Linked DNA regions of Ovis aries: region 2 is linked to region 1. The links are chromatin contacts, called in public Hi-C maps. All regions are on one chromosome and are shown on one strand. The core of a region is the stretch at or near the end of the contact, and the rest is flanking DNA. Distances in the headings are between cores, read along the strand shown. Region 1 has its middle 87 kb from the start of GSC. Region 2 holds the start of GLRX5 (glutaredoxin 5).

Region 1 (6,430 bases), core at 1,700-4,199:
TAGGCACTGAGTCTGCTGTGCCAAGCGGAGAGGTTGGTCCTGCCCATCAGGCATCTGCTCCAGGTAGGAGGTGATAGGACTCCTTCTGTGCGCTCTCATTGTCTACAAACTTTCAGCTGTATCTTGGGCAGTTGATCCCCCCGCTGCCTTGTGGCCTAGCAAGCAGTCTCTGAAAAGCGGAGGGAACTTCTCAGGATCGTGCATTAGGCCATCATCTGCCAGATGATGCCCTGTGCTCCCTCAGCCCCATTCTGCAGCCTCCAAGGTACCTTCATGGGCTGGACACCTGCGACAGGAAGCCAGGACTCCACACGTGGGCTCTGGTGCTCAGAGCCTGGAGAGGGACTTGCAGGAACCAGCAGTCATGGCAGGCTTCCTGGAGGAGGCAGGTCTTGCTGGAAATGGACATCCAGAGAGGTGGACACGAGAACCATGGTGAGGGTGGTAGCTTGCTTTCACTATTCTGGGAATTTTGTATCAAGTGAACTGTGGAGGATATTCTTAACTCTGAACTCGCCTCCAAAGCAAGGAGGCTCCCAGGACAGGTAGTGTGTTCCTGGTCCCAGGAACTCACCCGGGCTCCTGTAGGCTAAAGGTTCCCAACCTTGGCTGCACGTTAGAATCACCTGGGAAGATTTTATACATCCAGATGCCCAGACCCCACCCCAGACCAATTAAATCAGAACATTGGGGTGGGGCCCACCCAGCAGTTTTGAAAGCTATAAACGGAAATCCTGAATTGGACTAAAGTCTGGGGGGCTGGGTGATCTCTAATTTGAAGAGGGATGGGCTGGCATGTGTGGGCCCTTCCCTGACATCCAGACACCCGGGGCACATGTTGTCCCCTGTCTGGGGTCCTTTGGCCCTTCTGGGCCATCCCCAGGGCCAACCCCAGTGGAGTGTGCCCTCTTTCCACCCAGCCCCCCTGCCATCTTTCTCTCCCTTCTGAACCAGACTCCTGCCCACCTCCGAGGCTGCAGGGCTCACTCTGTGTGAACACATGCTGAGGTTTCCTGCTGAGCTTGGAACCCGTAGTGGTCAAAACACTGAGGGGGAGGAGAGGGGTCTTGCAGAAGCACTGGCTGTGTCTGGCCGCGCGGCTGCCAGCCCCGGATTCCTTCTTGGGGCTTTGGCTTGGAGCTCCAATGGGCTCTGTGTGTGGGTCTGTGTGTGTGTGCGTGCGTGCCTAAGTGCATGTGTAGGGAGCACTGGTGTGACCACGGATGAGTATTCACTAGGCATCAGGGTTGCAGCTGTGTGAATGCGTGCGCACAACCCTGCTGGGTCATCCTGAAGGCAGAATTATGCACACACATGTCTGGGGCTCCAACAAAGCAGGGGAGCTGAAATGAATGGCTGACTGAATAAACGAACCAACAAATAGGTGCAGAGAAAATAATTTAAAATTCTCATCAGAAAAGTTATGAAAGAATCCACTTCATTTTGAGGGCGCATTTTGTTTTCTGACATTTCTAAAACATAACCTTTTCTTTTAAATTCCATGCCGGAATTCCATGAGCTTTTCTGTGTCAAGAGCCTCTTGAAGGGGATCTTGGCACACACTGGTGCTAATACCTCAGGCTGCAGTGAATGCCTGCGATGTGCGATTAAGGGGCTGCCATGGGTTTCTGTCTGCAGGAATCGGTGCGTGCACTTGGGTTGGTGTGCCTGCGTGTGCACACATGTGGTACAGGCAGATGCAAGGGCTCCTGCGTATGGCTGTGTGTACCTGGACATCCCTGAAGGCACTGACGGGATTTTTCTGGATAAATGTGGGACCTCCCAGGTGGTGCTAGTGGTAAAGAACCTGCCTGCCAATGCTAAGTCGCTTCAGTCATGTCTGACTCCGTGTGACCCCGTGGCCTGGGGCCCACGAGGCTCCTCCGTCCCCGGGATTCTCCCGGCAAGAATGCTGGAGTGGGTTGGCCATGCTGTTGAACCCACATCTCTTCTGTCCCTCATTGGCAGCCAGGTTCTTTAAACACTAGCGCCACCTGGGAAGCCTGCCTGCCAATGCAGGAGACGTAAAGAGACGCAGGTTTTGATCCCTGGGTCAGGAAGATCCCCTGGAGGAGGGCGTGGCCACCCACTCCAGGATTTTTGCCTGGAGGATCCCATGGACAGAGGAGCCTGGCGGGCTACAGTCCATAGGGTCCCAAAGAGCTGGACACGACTGCTGTGACTTAGCACACACACACTCACATGCATGCGGGTGCCTGCTTTCCTGCCTATAATGAAGAAATCTTTCACAACTCAGCCACCATCTTTTAGCTGCCAGAGTAAAAAGGCAAAAACTGAGTTATCAGAACGTGTTACAAGATTCTAAAGGCTTGCATGTGGCCTCATTCATGCTCTAGTCCAAACACAAGGACCAGTGAACACGGATGTCGTCTTGAACGCAAAGACAATGGTGGTAAATGGGAATCGGCCATCTCACCCTGCCAGACTGGGTGTTCCAGACTGCTGCCACTGCGGAGATCTGAAGCTTCCGATCTGCCAATAAAGGACGAACACAACTGAGAGAGGCAAGAGGGTTGTCCCAGCAGGTAATTACCATTACAGCTGGGAACTAAGGCCTGAAGGAGGTGTGTGTGCTTAGCCCCTCAGTCGTGTCCGACTTTTTGTGACCCCATGGACTGTAGCCCTCCAGGCTCCTCTATCCGTGGGGATTCTCCAGGCAAGAATACTGGAGTCAGTTGCCATGCCCTCCTCCAGGGGATCTTCCTGACCCAGGGATCAAACCCAGGTCTCCCGCATTGCAGGCAGATTCTTTACCCTCTGAGCCACCAGGGAAGCTCTAGGGATGATCACCAGGTGCCTCTTAGCGCCCCCTGTTGATGGGTTCCCTCTCCTGCAGACGGGTTTGGGAAAGAGGAGGGGAGAGGTTCTCCCTTGAGTCATACCCCAGAAGGACATGGACTGTTAGATGTGAGAGCCTCAGGGCCATCGTGTCTGCCTGACCGAAGCCACCTGGGCAGCAGCCAGGGGATTTGTGCCAGGTGCCCTTCTCACGACCTGGCTGGGCTCACCACCCCACCACCTCGCCTGGCCCCCGTCTCTCCTTCCCCCACCTCCTTCCCCAGCGAGAGTGCCCACAGAAGGCAGGAGTGGGTGCCAACCATGATTTCAACGCGTCTGGACGCTGGAAATGCCCACTGTTTGTGTTTAGCCATCGTAGTAGTCTCCTGTTAAAATGAGTCAAGGGTCAGAAAACATTTTCTGTCAAAGGCCAGTTAGTAACTTTTTTAGGTTTTACAAGCCAGTCAGACTCTGTTGCAATTAATCAGCTGTTGCAGAAGTGTGCAAGCAGTCTCAGATACATGTATAAGTGTGGTTGTGCTCAATAACACTTTATTTACTAAAACACATGTTGGGCTAGGGCCCCATATATGGGGCTCCCAAATCTTATTTGCCCACCCCTGCTCTACAGAACAGACATCTGTCCTTTGCCTGCCCTGCATATCTATTCCCGCTTCTGTGGGTAAAACAAATCTCCCCTTTGAGAACTACTCTCCCCTCATTTTCAAGTGTATGGAGTATGTGACCTTGACCTACCATTGTCCACTTGACTCAAGTTGATCAGCATGTTCTGCCCTCTTCCCTACCCCTCAAATACCAGTTAGTTCAAGAATGAAAACCTGACCCAATGGAGGCAGTGAGAGTCGCAGCCTTTGTTCAGTGCTTGGGGAAAAGAGATGATCTTTCTTCCCCTGAGGCTGTGAGGTCTGGAACAGGTGCAGCCGTTTTGCTTCTTGAGGGAGAAATTCTAGTGGGCCTAAAGTGGAAGGCAGAGAAAAATGATGGAGGACCCTTTCTTCCTGGTGACTCCATTTGAGCCTCTGGATCAAACCTCTCCTGAAGCCTGAACAACCTTTGGACTTTCCATTTATGTGACCCAATAAATTCCCTTTATGGTTTAAGCTGTTTGACCTGGATCTTCTGTCACTCATAGTCTAATCCCCTATTGATACATGCTCTCTTGGGGCCCACACAGGCCAGCCTCCTGCATGATGAGAGCCTTCTGGAGGCTTGAGATGTTTTGAAGTTGCCTCCAAGATGCTGGCTGCAGCCTCTGAGACTTTGACACACTCTGCTTTCCAGGGAAGCCGGAACATGGACCCCTACCTGGGCCCTAGGACCTGGGGCCAAGGCTCTGGCTTTTGCCTTCAACTAGGCTGAGCTTGGCAATAATAGCTGGGAAGCCCGGATTCTCCAGCCTGTGAACTTTAAAAAGTTCTGTAACGGAAACATCTGGGCCCTCTGCTGGCCCCAGGGTGCACACCCCTGAGACTGCCATAAGTCACGACGGCACGTCGAAGGTTTTATTGCAGTTATGAATTATGGATATGGCCTGGGCTGTGCACTTTTCATTATTTTTTTCCTGCTGCAATTAAGCCACAAATCATACTTGAGAAATGGGAGGGTGACCGAATTAGTCAGGATTCGTTCTTAATAAGCTGACCCTGGAAAAGTCATCCAGGATGGGTCAGATGTTTGCCAGGTCCCAAGAGCTGAGGCCGGGAGACCAACAGTATCTCCTCACCCAGGTTTCCAGATAATGGACTCTGTACATCCGAGAGGCTCATGCTGCCTAGATACATGTTTAACCCACTCGGTGCCTCTGTCTGGCCTTAGCTGGAAAGCAGAGAGACCCCCAAGGAGGATGGAGGAAGGTGGGGGATGGTTTGATCCAGCTCCCTAGACTGATGGCTGTCAGACTGAAGATCAGCTTTCTGATCCCCTGAGACGTGGTGATGAGGGGTGAGTGGGGCATCCTGAGTTTCTGAGAATCTGGGACAAGAAGGTTTCTACCCTGTTGGATTTTGAGCATAACCTTACTAGCATGGAAAGTGCAATTGTCCAGTAGTTTGAACATTCTTTAACACTACCCTTCTTGGAAATTGGGATGAAAATTAACCTTTTCCAGTCCTGTGGCCACTCCTGGGTTTTCCAAATTTGCTGACATATTGAGTGCAACACTTTATTAGCATCGTCTTTTAGGATCTAAAATACCTCTGCTGGAATCCCATCATCTACACTAGCTTTAATGACAGCCGACTCATTGGAAAAGACCCTGATGCTGGGAAAGATCGAAGGCAGAAGGAAAAGAGGCTGACAGAGGTTGAGATGGTTGGATGGCATCCCCAATTCAGTGGACATGAACTTGGGCAAACTCTAGGAGATAGTGAAGGACAGGAAAGCCTGGTGTACTGCAGTTCATGGGGTTGTAAAGAGTTGGAGACAACTTGGGGACTGAACAAGAACAACCCTGTTGGAGCATGTGAGTCCTTACTTTTTTAAAATTAACTTTTTAATTGAAATACAGCTAAACTTATGGTCGTGATCATTTTACAAGATATACATAGATATCAAGTCATGACGTTTTGCACTGAAAACTAATACAATGTTATATGTTGATTATGTACCAATAAAAAATAAAGACAAAAAAAAATAAGAAATACAATGTACACATAGGAATTTCCTACCTATGCGACAGGCACCCAGATCAGTGCAAGACTTGGCTACTACAGAGAGGAGTAAGTCATGCTCTTGGCCCTCAAGGAGCTCACAGTCAGCCAAAGAAAAGGGTGCGTAAATAACTCACGATAATATTAATCCAAATGAAGCCAAGGTACAGCGGTGCCAGGCCCATTGCCCTTTACACAGGACAAGCCTTGCAGTCCTATCTCCTGCTGCTGCTCACAACGCGGTGGATGTACTTGGGCTTTCTGACTCCCATGCAGTTGGGTCAGGTGATTAGTTCCAGCCAATCAGTGTGAGTGTGCATAACCATAGTCTCTTGTGGGTGAAGGATTTAATTGCTGGAGGCGACTCTCCAAGGCTCTTTCCCTCTGCAGTGGTGATTAGTGGTATTTGAGATGGGGGTCTTGGAAGGGGAAAAGGTTGAGCCAGAACCCTCAGTTGACCTCAGAGGATGAGGACGTACTGATAGAGTCCACTTTCCTGATAAGCCATTGAGATTGTAGGGAAGATGACTTTTTTTCTTTGAATTTCATTGTGGTTTACTTTCTAATCTTTTTTGTCTTTATTTTTTAATTGAAATATGGGTGATTTACAATGTCACATTGATTTCAAGTGTATAGCGAAATGATTCACTTATATATCAATTTTTTGTATTCTTTCTCAGATTCTTTTCCATTATAGGTGATTACAAGATGTAATGTAGTGCCCTGTGCTACACAGCTGATCTGTGTTGGTTATCTGTTTCATACGTAGTATTGTGTGCATGTTAATCCCAAACTCCTAATTTATCCCTCCAACATTCTTTCCTGTTTGGTAACCATAAGTTTATCTTCTATGTCTGTGAGCCTATTTCTGTTTTGTAATTAAGTTCATGCATTTTTAGATTCCTCATATAAGTGACATAGTATGATATTTATCTTTCTTTTTTCTGACTTATTTCACTTAG
Region 2 (6,430 bases), core at 1,607-4,106, 840 kb before region 1:
TGCAGTCCGTGGGGTCGCAGAGTCAGACACAACTGAGTGACTGAACTGAACTGAACTCTCCTGTTACTAGAAGTGACCTTGGTCTGGGAAAGGCGCACAGACATATCCTTGGTTGGCAAAAGCAAGCATCAGACAGCCTGTCAGTCTCTCGTGGTAAACTCAAAGCTGTGGCAAGCAAAAAGATGGAGACTTCAAGTTTCAAAGCCTCACCCAGGCTAATAATCCTCACTGTGAAAACCTGCTTACACCACCCTGCCCTAAGTCTGGAGGTTAAGACTTACACTAATGCTTACTTTTCTAGGGAACAAAGGACATGTATTATGTTCAATATACATGTAACACATTTACTGACTAAAGTAATGGTCTGATGAAGGTCAACGGTCAAGACATTTAAGGGTTAAATTCCTGTTGCTATTGTTTGAACACTTAAGAACAGAAGGCTGAAAGTCAAACACAGAAGTGTTCTTAGCAAAAACATTCTCACTCCTGCTCTTACTTTCAGTTTGCTGGCCAGACTGCAGTATGGCCTACCTCTGGTTATATTTAAAAACATTTTTTTAAATAATTGAAGTATAGTTGATGCATAATGTTTCAGGTATAGAGCAAAGGGATTCAGTTATACCATCCACTGGTTATATTAAACAGGAGAACTGAAAGTCACAGACTGGAGGCTCTCAAAACTTTATGCTAAGCAAGATATCAACAACACAACTTTTTACTAAGGGCCATAGGGGCGAGGCAAGGTCCCAGCTGAGACTGCAGTTACTCCCATCTTATCTTATAAGCAGAGACACCCTGCTGCTGGATGAAGACTGCAGCTCACCCTGTAAGTGAAAAAAGCCAGCCACTTGGTAGCATTCCAGAAGACCAGGAAGGCAAAAGGATCGTGGGTATAATACATGGAAGTATTACTTTTTTAAATTTTTAGTTGCTCAGTTGTGTCCGACTCTTTGGGATCCCATACCTTCTGGTAATGTTAAGCTGCCTTCACTCCTCATTTCCACCCGCCAAAACCAAGAGTTCTGTACGGATTAGATAACATGGGGAAAAATACTTTTAAAGTCATAAAGTGCTAATAATAAAACAGCTACCATTTAGTGGGTGCCTTCCCTGTGCCAGGTGAGATGACGGGCACATTCTAAAAGTTTTCCTTTCTCTTTGTTCCTCACAAAATCTTTGGCACACGTGGTTTCATTATCCTCATATTATTCAAAGGGAAAACGCAGTTTTGTGCCTTGCTTCAGGCTGCAGAATGGATTGGCCACAGGATTCTAACCTGAAGCCTTTCCCTGACACCAGCCTGTCTCGTCCATGTTGGAATGACTATGATGGACAACTTCAAATGCAGAACAGCAGAAAACAGAACTCGGCATGCAGACTACCAGAGAACTTGGTGCCTTAAAACTCTCCAGGACACTGTCACTAAACAACCTCAGGAAGACTCAGGGAGAACTCAGTCACTGAAAAGTCTAACTGGAATGCCACGCTTCAGCGGGTACAGGGACAGTCCCCCCATTTCTCTGCCAGCCCCATCCACCCCAGCCAAAGGGCAGGCCTGGTTTTCCAGGCAAGAATACTGGAATGCGTGCCCGTGCCATTCCCTTCTCCAGTCCCTCCTACTCAACTCACTTGAAACAGCAGAATGCAGGTAAGGTTCACAGCAGGAGACTCAACAGCAAAGGTGCTAATTAACTGTCAGGGCCCTCCTCCCTCCCTCCAGAGACAGTGACAAGTCACAGACTCTGCATACTTTGCCCCAGAACCTGACTGGCTCCTGGAGCTGCCAGCTTGAGTTAGCTAGGGCTCAGGAGTCATTCCTCGTCCAGCTCCCCACAAACCTCTCTAAGATACCCTATCTCCCACAAATCTCCCCCATCCTTGAGTATCTGAACATAAATTTTCATGTCTTTTTCAGCAGCAGACGTCAGCTAAGTCCACTCCAAAAGCTGAGTCCAGCCCCTCCTTGTAAGCAACGACGGAGAACGGTCCCTGACCACCCTCATCCCCCAGCCTTGAGGCACGACAGGCCAATCTCTGAATCCCCGAGCCTCAGAAAAGGGCAACCTCGGCCCTCCCGGCACCATCAACAGCACCTGTCCCTTATCCACGGGACAGGCCACTCCCTCAAATTGTTCCCAAGTGATTACTTCTTAGGGCCTCTTCCTGTATCCCTCTGCCCCACTTCCCCACTCCTGCAGAGCTGGGAGTCGGGCTGCTGATAATGTTGCTTGGACTCAGCCGAAGAGAACTTGCCCCGAAACGCCTACTGCAGCTCAGAGTGAGGATCGGAGAACCTCTAGGACTTAAACCCGCTGCACAGACTGGCCCAGAGCCCCAGATCTTCAAAACCTAGTTCCAACTCGATCGTGCCCCCACTCTAGATGCTCTGATGCGGTGTGGAAACCCATACCCTAACCCCCTCCCCTCGAGCCCCCGGACGGACCTGCCCGACAGACCCTCGGCCCCGTAGAGCAGCCAAGGAAGGTCGCCCCCCAGCCCCGCCCGCAGCCGGCCCTGACCTTGCCGGAGCTGGGGGTCGTCCAGCACATTGTAGGCCGCGTAGTCGCGGACGCCGTGCAGCCGCAGGATCTGCACCACAGCGTTGCTGAAGCCGCACTGGGGCTGCTCCGGCGTCCCCTTGAGGAAGACCACCACCTTGTCCTTCTTCACCAACGCGTCCAAGTGCTCCGACGAGCCGCTGCCGCCCGAGCCTGCCGCCCGCACGCCCGGGCCCCGGAGGCCGCCGCCTACGCCGCGCCCCCAGCGGAGCAGAGCGGTCGCCGCCGCCGCCGCCGCCCGGCCCAGAGAGCCGCTCATCCCAGCACGTTGGCCGCAGCTCTTGACCGCCGGCGACCTGGGCTAGCCAGCCGGAGCCTTCCCGGGGCCCGGCCCGCGGCGACTCGGCCCGCCCCCCGGAGGCCCTCATTGGACCGGCTCCGAATAGCTCTCCCTCATTGGATAGAGCTGGCCCGCAATTACTTGATTCTACCAATCAGATTGCTCGTCCCGCCCCGACAGGTTGAAGGAGGTCTTTACGTCTGAGCCACTACCCACCCCCTTACCATTGGCCGTCGGCAACCGCTTCGTCAGCTGATTGGAGAAAGTGGATGTCCATCAGTGTCACGACGTTCCGTGGTAAGCAGAGGCGAAACCAAAAAGACGACTTCCCTCCGAAGGGCAGACGGGCCTGCTGGGATACTGTGGGAGGACTGGGTCAGGCGCTGGGCGGGGTTTTCGCAGCTCCGCGGAACGCCGGGAAGGGGTCACGTCCAGACGAGGATTCCGGTTCCGGTGCAGACGGCGGCAGCGGCGTTGCCACGGCAGCGTGGTTGGCCGGTACCTGGGTAGTGAGCTCGCGTTGTTGGAGGGGCTGGAGTTGGCTTCGGTCCTGCGTTGTCCGCTTAGGTGAGCTGCCGGAGCTTCCGTGAGGCCGCGGCGGGAACAGGGACCGCGCGGGCCTCTGGGGGCCGGGCCTGGCCGGGGTTACGAGGTCGGGGCGCGCGGGGCTTGAGTCCCGGCCCTCCGGCTGTCCCGCTGCTCACGTGGGAGACCCAGACCCTTTCTCGCCTCTGCACCTCGATTATTTCACTAAAATAGCTTTTGACTTTTAAAGTTCACGAGGCGCTCTTGTCTGTGTGGTCGGGGCTTCGCTGACTTTTCAGCCTACTTAAGCCCCTGGGCCTGGGCCCCAGGAAAGGTGTGTTGAGTGAGAAACTTAAGAAAGGAATTGGTTCGTTCGAGGAACGTTTTCCGAGCAGCTGCTGCGTACAAGGCACGGCGCCGGGGAGAGACGTCCAGTGAGACCTGTGCCCAAAGGTTGACAGATGAGAGGCGGGCGCAAAGCAATGTGGGGGTACAGGGGAGGGAAAGGAAGCCTCCCGAGGCCCACCGCTTTCTCCATTCTTCATTGTGCATGTCACACCTTGTCGTACATCATTAGCTTGTTGTTGCCTTCCCTCCCAGACCCTTGACTTCATTCACCGCTGCATCTTCAGTACGTAAAACGGGTGCTTGCGTTGCTGACAAGAGTGACCCCCGAAGAGCGGGGCTCCGTGAAATCGCCATGTGATCTGTAGTCTCGGCGTCGCACTGGGTTGATGGTACCCTGGAGCACCCCAGACTTGCAGAGAAAGCATCCTCCAGAGGAAGCTGAGGCAGGACTGCTCGAGGGCCGGCAGTGCCATGTGCAATTTTCCTCTGATAGTTCCCAGTGCTGTTGCCACGGTGATGATGGCTGTGCCATGCCATTGTCTATCAACCGACAGGAAGAGAAACTTTGGCAGTCAGATATTGTTTAACAGATGAAGTGGTTTCTGTTGGACACTTCAGTACTGCTACAAATTACCTTTCTTTTCTTTTCTTTTTTTTTAAAACCCTAAGTATTTTAAAAGTTGTGGCTGGAGGTGACCTCGTTCTGCATTCAAGGTTAAAAATCTGAAAATTAAAATATGTGCTTTCAGCAAGAGTATCTTCTAAATAATCATTCAGCATGAAACTTGAGCCCCATAAGCTGAAAATTAAACTCAAGACTTTCCTCAGAAATGCTCCCCAGTGACATATTTATTTAACCCCCCTCTGATGTTATTGATGTTTAGTACTTTACTAATGTGGGACCCACGATTGATGAGCTTCTTAAAGAATCCTTTTTCTCTCCCCCAGAGTCATTGATTCCAGGTAAATCAGAGGAACAGACATCATGAACAGAAATAATACGGAAAGTGATGTGATGCAGAAGTTTAACTATTGTTCCAGAAGTCCAGCATCTGTGGCTCATAACTTTAGGAACTGTATCATTTTCAAGGTCACCTAACATATACTCATATTGGGTTGGCCAGAAAGTTCATTTGGTTTTCCTGTAAGCTGAGAAAACCGGCATGAACTTTTTGGCTAACCCAGTGCTTATAGTAAGTTTATTTTATTTTATTTTTTCAATAAATATTGACAGTTTGTTCCAGAAAATGTAAATTGTTCATTGCCTCCTATAAGCTGCCTGATTCTCTGCTTGTGTTCACTGGATTAGGGAGAAGAATTTGCAAACCGATTATGTGAGGGTCCAAAATGTAAAACTGGGTGGTGGGGAGTAGCCTGTTGTTTGCCTGGTCTGTAACATTGGCTTTGCCTGTACAATTGACAGACATTTTATTAAGTTGAGAATATAGCTGTCATTAAGAATAATCCTTGAGCAGGAAGAATATGAACCCTATGTTTTCCAAACTTACGATAGAGTTGCTAGTTACAGTCAATACGGTGAGACTGTCTGAAATGCAAGGACATGGAAAAGCAAGCGGGGGTTCTTTCAAAGAGCTAAGTGGGATGACTTTGATAAGATGATGAAGGGAAAGAGATCATGTATCTAGACCAAAGAAATTGAAGCAATACACCTAAATGTAAGTTTTTAATAAAGTAACCTGAAGTATAAAATGTATGTGTTGAATATATTCCTTTCTGTCTTTGACTTAAAACCACTCATCAGGTGTTGGCACCAAACATCAGTGATTTAGAGAATCAAAGAAAATAGTGTTCAAAATATTTCCTCCAAAGCACCAGCCTCTTGTATATAACCTGGCTTCTGAATTATCAACTTTCTCACTAGAGACTCTATAGTGAACCTATGACAAAAATTCTTAAACAGTTGTAAGGAATCTGCCTTTGTATGCAAGTACATTTGGGCGTTCTGAACTGGACATCACCCTCTTTATCACTTTGTGATCTCTCCCTTGGGGACATTAACAGGGAAGTGGGGGTGGGAAGTACAAGAAACCTAGGAGAATCCTGGGATTTGGGTCACAAAATGTAATTTGACCCCAAACTAAATAGTCTACTATGTAAACATGCTGACTCAGGCATCCTAAAAGTGGTTTTCTTTCCCGTGGTTATTTATAGATAAGGTTTTACTATATTTAGTAAAATTTCTCCTTTCTACCCACTCCGAAAGCAAATGCTGGTTGAACCCATAGTTAAAACCTTACAAATTTGACATCGTTTCTTCCTATATATCAGCCCTAAACAAAAAGGATTACCCAGCCTAAAGGTGGAACTTCATTTGAACACTTGGTGTGTCAGTGTTTTGATACTCTTAACTTCAGTCCTGAGGTTCATGCTGCCTTCTGACAGGGTGTGGTTATTTTGTATAGGACACATGACCCCAGAAACTTCCAGTAGGTCCGAGCTGGCTGGAGCATTCTGTAAGTGTCATTTTAAGAGAAAAGTGGCTGCTTGTGTTGCAGGATGGCTAGAGCCCCCAGACATTCCTGAGCTAGAATAGCATTCGAGACCCAGATTTCTGTAGACCTGAGCCAGAACCCGAGACCTTTCTCCATGATGACCTTAGCTCTTGAGTCGTTTTAGAGCATCACTGCAATCCTGGAATTAACTTGATTCCCTAAAAATAAATGATAAAATGTGTGGCAGTGCCCAGCCTCCCGAGAGG

What was found. Hi-C and Micro-C count contacts between places; a contact is called where the count stands out from the background.
Region 2: a contact with region 1 is called in a Hi-C map of tail adipose tissue, with 2.6 times the contacts expected there. The contact joins the promoter of GLRX5 here to the enhancer-like site in region 1. A contact is called at or near these places in 3 of 16 Hi-C or Micro-C datasets (hypothalamus, skin fibroblasts and tail adipose tissue).

What each region holds. Positions count from the first base shown.
Region 1 is chr18:57,264,315-57,270,744 of ARS-UI_Ramb_v3.0, reverse strand. No RefSeq gene overlaps it. Among named protein-coding and RNA genes, the nearest start is that of GSC, 87 kb to the left of the region's middle. Within about 2 kb of position 2,949, at least 2 of the 54 cell types and tissues checked have an H3K27ac peak or open chromatin away from gene starts, as enhancers often do. A contact at or near this core is called in tail adipose tissue, where this site is marked.
Region 2 is chr18:58,108,471-58,114,900 of ARS-UI_Ramb_v3.0, reverse strand. It overlaps GLRX5 (glutaredoxin 5), which reads right to left and starts at 2,856. Exons shown (of 3, transcript XM_060401462.1): 1 at 2,520-2,856. The coding sequence starts at 2,817. It overlaps LOC105603234 (a long non-coding RNA gene), which reads left to right and starts at 3,272. Exons shown (of 4, transcript XR_009597123.1): 1 at 3,272-3,405; 2 at 4,660-6,430. It also overlaps LOC114109243.